Regions from separate parts of the Zea mays genome. Here region 2 is linked to region 1. Evidence: chromatin contacts called from public Hi-C data. All regions are on one chromosome and are shown on one strand. The core of a region is the stretch at or near the end of the contact, and the rest is flanking DNA. Distances in the headings are between cores, read along the strand shown. Region 1 holds the start of LOC606443 (betaine aldehyde dehydrogenase). Region 2 holds the start of LOC103643305 (Cation efflux family protein).

Region 1 (4,334 bases), core at 1,031-3,530:
GAATCTTGCTGACTAGGATGAAATATTCCTTTTAGAGTAGAAATTTAGGGTTCCATGAGTGCGGATAGCCTAAGTATCACCTACGCTATTATGCCGTAGGAAAGCTGGAACGCTAGAAGTAGCATTGTACCTGCAACAACGCTATGCCCTGTCTTGGGCTATGACAGGCGACAGCAGCCACCTCGTCACGCGCAGAACGAAAGGAGAGAGATGGCTGAATAAAAAAATATGTTAGTTCGTATTGAGTTCGAGATAGAGTAATATGATGGCAGGAAATTGTACTGTATAATATAGAATCTTGTTACATATAATGAAATATTTTTTTAGAGTATAGATGTAGAGTAATATGAGTACGGATAGCCTAACAGTTTTACGTAGGGTGTTGACCGACTACCTCTGAAAATGTTTCAAAATATCGCATGCAATTTATTTGAAGTGCATTGTTATATATTATTATATACTCTCTCTATTCTTTTTATTCAAAAATAAACTAGCGGACGACAAATATTTAAGAATAAAGTATACTATGTACCTAGCTACAGAATATCATCATACTCTCCAACCAAGCCTTGTTATATATAGAGAGTATACTTTGTAGCTTGCTACATAATATCATATTTAGTAGCCAGGCGCATGAAGCCACCTGAATATCAACCGCACCACCTGAATATCATTAGTTTTGGCTCTATAAAGCCGGATGTTGCAAGCAGCATGGTTACAAGTTCAATTTAATTTGTACATTGCGGAAACTAATTAAAATGGAGCACCAAGCATCACCGATTCTTGGTCCTTCTTCGGCACAGTCTAGCTTTCCAAAGGGAAGCTTCCAATTTGCATGCCGATAGAGTCGCGTAAAACAGCTTTAGTTCCATCCGATGTCTGTTTACAAAGGTGAGAAATTCAAACATAACTGATTTCAATTGAAAAGTTGTCAACTATAATGTTGTATTTCTTTACCATATCTACAACTTTAGTTTTTGTCATTTCTACACCTGAGGTCATTAGAAAATTTTATATTCTAAATTGAGAAATTCAGATATATCTTTTTAAATAAAAATTTCAAAAGAAAAATCTGTCGACTATAAAGCTGTATACTAGAGATCTACAACTTTAATTTGTCATCTCTTCATCCGAGATCATTATTTTTTTAATTTCAATAGTATTTCAATCTTAGACTATCCGCAGCGGTTCCCTCTAAATTTCTCCCCTATATCACTTTTTTGCGTCACATCGTTAACATTTCATCCTCTACATTATTTTCTCCCGCAACGGTTTTCCCTAAATTCCCCCCATACCCCACTTCAATATAAAATATCATTTTCTATACCTATTCATCATCATTTATCTATTTTTCTCTCAACTAACAATACTAGCGAGCACGAAAATCAATACAAAGGGGCTGACACAGTGATCCTCTTGATGTGGCGTGCGCGCTTGTGCAGCAAGGGGCAGAGGAGAGAGTAGCGTTAAGCGCTGCGGCCTAAGAGTACACTAAACATCAACATGGATAGAGGAGAGGATGGCTGATGGCCGGCGCTCCAGCTAGTCTTATTTAGGACCCGCAAATGGCTTGGGATGCAAAAAGGTCATCGATTAATTATAAAGTTGTAAACCTCATAGAGATCTACAACTTTGATCATTGTCATTTTTTTGTTCATCCGAGTTTATTAGGACAATTCAACAGAATTGAATTTTAAAATACAGACATTTTGAATAGAACTTTGGGGACCATAAATAAATGGGTCGAAATGAAAACAAGCACAGCTGGGATCTTACTACAACTATAATATAAATCCGTCCTCATCTGACTTAGGGTGTGTTTGGTTTGACTTTTGGCTTTGGCTTTTGCCCCCCCAAAAGCCAAAAGCCAACCAAAGGGCTGGATCTAGGAAGCAGCTTTTTCTAAAAGCCGACTTTCTCGTAGTGCAAATCTGAAAGCACCTCTGAACCTGCTTTTAGTGGCTTTTCGGATGGAACTGTGAAAACATATATCGAAGAATTTTTAACGACTTTTAGTGGTTTCCACCAAACGGTTTTTAGCTTTTTAACAGCTTACAGCCTACAGCAGCTTTTTCCACAGCTCACAGCCCACAACAACTTTTTTCACAGCCACAGCCCAACCAAACAGACTCTTACTATCCTGACCATGGTTTATCTGTGTAGTATTTCCGTTAAGCCTGAATGGAGTCGCGGACAGCGTGCCGATAAAGCGTTCCAGTTATATCTCTATCTGTATAGCCTACACTACACAGGGCCGCAGCTTGCCGATCCCTAGCGACGAAGTCCACTGCCGAGTTGCCGACTCACCGACTCCCCTCGCAAGTCGCAATCTCCACTCTCCAGAGTCCAAACTCCACTCCTCACCGATGATGGCCTCGCAAGCGATGGTACCGCTGCGGCAGCTCTTTGTCGACGGCGAGTGGCGCCCGCCCGCGCAGGGCCGCCGCCTCCCCGTCGTCAACCCTACCACTGAGGCTCACATCGGTGAGTGACCGCCCCCCGATCGCAATCATCCCTGTTTTCTTCTATTATACTTGTTGCTTGGCCTGGCGCTGATGCGCTAGGTCTCGCGTGCACGCGCAGGCGAGATCCCGGCGGGCACGGCGGAGGACGTGGACGCCGCGGTGGCGGCGGCGCGCGCGGCGCTCAAGAGGAACCGCGGCCGCGATTGGGCGCGCGCGCCGGGGGCCGTTCGGGCCAAGTACCTCCGCGCCATCGCCGCCAAGGTACGCTGGTCCTCTTTGCTCTAGCTAATTTAATTGGGTCAAAAACGACTCCAGTGCTGTGCTTCTGCTTCCAAGCATTGGTATCTACTCCCTCCGCCCCAATATAAATGTACATCTCGCTTAGGAATACTACCATAATTCGGATGTGAATTCAGTGTGAGACAACTCAGTCGCGGCATCTATTTTTTGTGCTTTGATGGGTATGATTGGTGACTGGATCTGTACTTGGGGATGCTAGGAGTGAACTTCTCAGCACCTTTGCTATATGCGTTTTCCTTACACTTCAACACTGTTACTGTTTTACATGCACAGAGGCACAGAAAGTACAAATTAAGTTCCTTCTATTCAGGAGAAGTCCTTATGTTCCGCTTTTGTTGTGAACAAGCTATTGCTTTCTGCCAATACAGGGTGTTTTGACCTCTAGTATCAACTCCAAATTCAAAACACCTTAAAAGATCTTTCTCTTTAAACTTCCATTTGTAAAGTCTTGTAACATTTGGTTGGGTCATCAAAGTTTTGTTGAAATATATTTACACATGTCACATTTTGCATGTAAAAATGTCTTCTTATTCAGGTAATTGAGAGGAAACAAGAGCTAGCTAAGCTAGAGGCACTTGATTGTGGGAAGCCTTATGATGAAGCTGCATGGGACATGGTATGTGACACACCTTATGGAAGTGTGCAATTTTTTTTTCCAGTTTGCAATGACAATCTGTCTGGTATTCCATTTATCAGGATGATGTTGCTGGGTGCTTTGAGTACTTCGCAGATCAGGCAGAAGCTTTGGACAAAAGACAAAATTCCCCAGTTTCTCTTCCGATGGAAACTTTTAAATGCCATCTCCGAAGAGAGCCTATTGGGGTAGTTGGGCTGATAACTCCTTGGTATTTTCATACCTACCTCACCTTGCTGTTATTCGTATTTATGATCAAAGCTCACAGGCAAGCGACCTGTATTCAGTAGTACAGCTTCGTTTCCTGTAAGACCTCAGAGTTCTATAGCAAAAAAATCTGCATATTCTCTAACCACACAATTTTCTTAAACTATTTTTTGACAACTTTCCTCATCATCGTCCTGAAATATTTCCAGTGTTCATATTTGTACTTCCTATCCAGTTTTTAATCTCACCTATGATCTATATATCCAAGTTAATGTCAAATTATTTGCTTGTGTGAATGTTTGGCCAATGTCAATATGCTATCTTGGCACAACGTTGTGCTTTGTCCCAGTACAACTGTTGCTTCTGCTCCATAAGCTCACTATTCTGCTATTATCCTTTTTCACGTATTTGTTGGGCCGGGGCATTTCACTTTATTGTGTCTATATATAAAATGTTGTTGACTAAGTAACTGATTTATCTATTTTTTCATATGTTTTTGTTTTACTTATTCTGATTCTAAAGTATTATGCTTTGTACTTGTATTTGTATTGCAGGAACTATCCTCTCCTGATGGCTACATGGAAGGTAGCTCCTGCTCTGGCTGCTGGTTGTGCAGCTGTGCTAAAGCCATCTGAATTGGCTTCTGTGTAAGTATTAGCATTCTATATTCTCATGCTAGAAGCAATGGCATTTGAAGTGCCTACCTTTTGAATTCCCAGGACTTGCTT
Region 2 (4,334 bases), core at 890-3,389, 250 kb before region 1:
CACTGAAATGAATACTGAGCATATGGGATCGGCTATAAGCCATCCTTTGTACTTGATCAGTAAGGTTGATATTACAACACCAACGCTTCCCATTGTATCAGCTAGGACATGCAAGAAGATTCCTTCCATGTTGTGATCAATGTGATGTCGGTGTCCTGACTTATTACTGTTTCCAGAATCTGATGGTCTCAATCGTGCTTTTGCAGAGTGACCTTTTGTGTCATGAGAAGATATATTGCTAAGAGAAATGTCAAGAAGCTGTTGCTCAATAGTATTACTGTTGCAATCTTGATGAGCATGATCTCTGCTCTGATGGCAATTTTCCGAATGTTCATGGTGATGATGCTCATGGCCATGGCTATGACTATGGATATGCTTCTCCTTGCAGGTGTTATCCATGATATTGTTATGAATGCCCTCACTATTACTATTGCCATGGTGATCCTGGCGATGGTTGTCATCTCCATGACGATCAAAACATGCATTCACATCATTAGCACTGTCATGATCATGATGTTTGTGATCTTCATGGCCATGGTGTTGTTGATGTTCATGGCCATGATATGAATGAGAACGTGAACAGGAGTGAGAACATGTACCACCATGAGCATGGTGGTGCTCTTCATGAAAGAACACCAATCCGATTAGGTTTACGACAAGTCCACCTATTGAAACTGCCAAAAGGCTACTAGTTGATATTTCCCTAGGCTCAAGAATCCTCTCAAATGACTCCAACACAATCAGTGCACCAACAAGAACCAAGAACACTGCATTGACATACCCTGACAGGACCTCAAACCTGCCCCTTCCAAAGTTGTACATCCCATTTGCAGGCAATCTTGCGATGTAGGATGCATAGAGACCAATTGCCAGTGCAGCACAGTCAAACAACATATGGCAAGCATCAGAGATCAGCCCAAGACTATCACTCATGAACCCACTGCCAAATTCCACAAACATATAGGCTGTATTAATCAATAGAAACACAGCAATCTTCCTCGACTTTCGCTCACTCAAGATATGCCTAACTGGCCCCATAACTGCCTCAAAAACTGATTCTGAGACATCTTCAGTTCCAAGTTCCACATATCCTGCAGGGGCCAGCTCCCTGCTGGCGATCCACAAGAGGAACCCACAGATCAAGAAGCCCGGTAGAGACAGCTTTGGGTAGTACAGCAGCTCCAGAACAAGAGTGCATAAGAACGTCATTGCAAAATCCACACTTGGCCTACCACCGCTGCTGCCATGCTCCTGTCGTCGCCCCAAAGCCATGCCAAAGAAGGCAGAGTTAAGCAGCAGCCACCAGAGCGGGCTGATCGGGACTGCTCCATCAGGAGGACCATCGCCCGCATTGCTGCCACCGAAAAAGAAGAGACCCACAAGCGCCGGCATGCAGAGGAAGGCAGCGAGCGCAAATACCGCCGCGCGGGCGCGCCGACTGCGAGTGGCATGCCGCGCCGTGGCCGATTGTTCGACCGAGGAAAGGAAGCCAGAGGTGAAGGGGATAGCGAGGATCACAGAAGGGGAGATGCCCACAAGGGAAAAGGCGGCGACGGCTATGGAGAGGACACGGCGGCGGGAGGGGCGGCGTAGGGCGCGGGCGAGCAGGGAGCCGGCGGAGTCAGCTAGGACGAGGAGGCCCGGGGAGGGGAGGATGCGGAGGGCCACAAGCCGGAGGAGCATAGAGAGCGCAAGGAGGAGGGCCAGGCCGAGGAGAGCGGGGAACCCCGGGAACGGGTGGTGAGGCTGGTGGGTCTTCCGGGACGCGGCGGCGAAGTGGAGGAGGAGGAGGGCGGCGGCCGAGAGCAGCGCGAGGGGCGGGGAAAGCGCGAGCGCGTGGGCCAGAGAGGGGAGAGCGCGCACGGCGGGCGCGAGGAGGAAGAGCGCGTGCAGCACGAGTAGACGGAGGAGCGCGGCGGCGTAGGGGGAGGACGGCGAGGCGGAGGAGGAGGGGAGGCCGCGGGCTTTCGACGGGGTAGGGAGCGGCGTGGAGGGGAAGCGGAAAGAGTGGTGCGCGGATAGCCGCGGCGGCACGGCCAGCCGAAGGTGCGGCGTGTGGCGGCTAGACATGGGCGGCGGCGGATGGGGGAACGGAGGGCCGGGTGCCGGTAGAACGGGGAGAGGCGTGGAGCCGTGGACTGCGGCAGTAGGATGGGCTTGGGAAATTCCCCGTTACGTTTTTAGCTCCCCTACGACAAAAAAATTTTACAGCGGAAATCCCATGGACGTACGTGGGCGACATTTTTTTCCATCGACGTTCCCCTGCGGAGATAAATCTAGGATAAATCTAGTCGGAGATCTCTATCCTCGTTTAAACTTTAATTAAAACGTACTTACTTTGTTATTAATGTAAATCATTGGCACTTATAGACATTATCTGATTTAAAAAAATCATTATATATACATCAAAATAAACATATTTGTACAAATAAGTGATATCTTGATAAGGTAATTATTTATTTTATCATTAACTATTACATGAAAACATTGTCACGTGTAAGTTTAACGGGTCCCACGAGGAATAGAGATGGGGAATGCTTCCCGTTCTCGTTTACGCGTCGGAGGAGAATTTTTTCCCGTTTAGATCCCCATGTGAAAAGAAACTTCTTCATCTCTATCCGCTAACGAAAAAATTCCCCGCGGTGAATCGGGGATTGATGCCCAATTGTCATCTCTAACGGGTAGTCTCGTCTCGTGGTTCGTCGATCAGCTTGGTTGGCTAGACGATGTGTTAGGCTCGAAATTTAGAGTTCTACCAAGGATTAGCCCAACAGTCTATCCATAGTTTATCCAAAAACATTATTTTACATTATTCTGCACTATAAACTATATTATGGGTGAAGTTTGAATATGAAGATGGGGATGGATAAGCTGCTAGAGATAGTCTTAGTCTCGGAATATGGGCCTTACTTTTTAGGCCAGCATGAGACAGTTTAAAAACAGGAGCCCAAAGCACGGGCCAACATAAAAAATATGAGTCGGGCTAGCATGGTTCGAAGGGTCTGGACTCTGGACCAGGCCTATGGAGCCCATATCCGTCAAGCTCCCGCCATGACCCGCACGTATGGGTTGGGCTTGGGCTGGCACGACCCAATGGAGCCCATATTATTTAATTTCTTTAATTTAGTAAATTATGAACTTTATGTGGTTGTAATATTTAGACTTTATGTGGTCAGATGATGCTTGCATTGCTTAATATCTTTAATTTAGCAAGCTATGGACTTTATGTGGTTGCAATATTTGGACTTTATATGGTTCAAATATATGGGTTGTGCTTGGGTCGGTATGGCCCAACGAAGGCACGTCGTGCTTTAGGGCTAGGTTGGCCTACTATTTCTACTCTTTTGGACTGGCATGGCATGGCCAAAATGTTTTTTGGGGCCTTCTTAGCCCGAGCCCGTTTGGCTCGAAGCACAATTGGCCTGAGCCGGGCTAGCTCAGCCCGACCCAATTCCCAGCACTACCAAGGATATATTGAGATGGTTAAAGGTCTCTTTGGTTGGGATGTAGATGTGAAAAAAGTTGTTGTAACCTCCAATCTTCATTGTGTGTTGCATATACCGTCAAAACATCCCTTTCTAGGAGATCCACCAAGGGTGCTTTCAAGACTTCGCATAAAACTTCGAGTGGTAGGGCAGCCCCTAGGGCCTGGGCTACTGACTTGGCAAGCATATCAACATGTTCATTGTATGCCTTTTGTATGTTCTTTACAGAAAACCCTTCAAAAAAATCTTCCATTCTTCAGACAGTATCAAGATACTTCTCCGATGCTAAATTTTTTGCCTTGCTGCTTTTGTCGACATGGCCAATAATCACTTGGGAGTCTGATTTGAGGATTGCCCACTTGACACCCATGGCCTTTAGCTTTGACCTAGGAGGATGGCTTCGTACTCTGCAATATTATTGATACATTGGAATTCAAGTTTGGCTACATACAAAGTCCTCAACTTCGAGGGTGATACAATGACAAATGCAGCCCCTGCTCCAATGGAGTCCCATGCGCCATTGCAAAAAAACTGTACATACGACTTCATAAACAACACTTGGTGACTCTTGCGGACTTGGTGTCCAATCAATGATGAAGTTCGTCAATGCTTGCGACTGAATGGATGATTAGTGCATGAAATCTATAACAAAGACATTCAACTTAGTGACCCATTTTCCAATTCATCTTATGGCTTCGATGTTCCTTATGATGTCCCTTAATGGCTAGGACAAAGGCATAATAATGTTATATGACTGAAAATAATGTTGAAGCTTTCTTGGATCCATCAAGATAGCTACAACACCTTTTCAATCTCTGAATAGTTTCATTTAGGTGGCCTAAGAACCTC

What was found. Hi-C and Micro-C count contacts between places; a contact is called where the count stands out from the background.
Region 2: a contact with region 1 is called in a Hi-C map of ear, with 2.4 times the contacts expected there. The contact joins the promoter of LOC103643305 here to the promoter of LOC606443 in region 1. A contact is called at or near these places in 2 of 25 Hi-C or Micro-C datasets (ear and leaf).

Annotation. Positions count from the first base shown.
Region 1 is chr1:220,935,164-220,939,497 of Zm-B73-REFERENCE-NAM-5.0, reverse strand. It overlaps LOC606443 (betaine aldehyde dehydrogenase), which reads left to right and starts at 2,280. Exons shown (of 15, transcript NM_001112311.2): 1 at 2,280-2,484; 2 at 2,584-2,726; 3 at 3,301-3,381; 4 at 3,462-3,610; 5 at 4,161-4,253; 6 at 4,326-4,334. The coding sequence starts at 2,367.
Region 2 is chr1:221,184,932-221,189,265 of Zm-B73-REFERENCE-NAM-5.0, reverse strand. It overlaps LOC103643305 (Cation efflux family protein), which reads right to left and starts at 2,139. Exons shown (of 1, transcript XM_008666456.4): 1 at 1-2,139. The coding sequence starts at 2,070.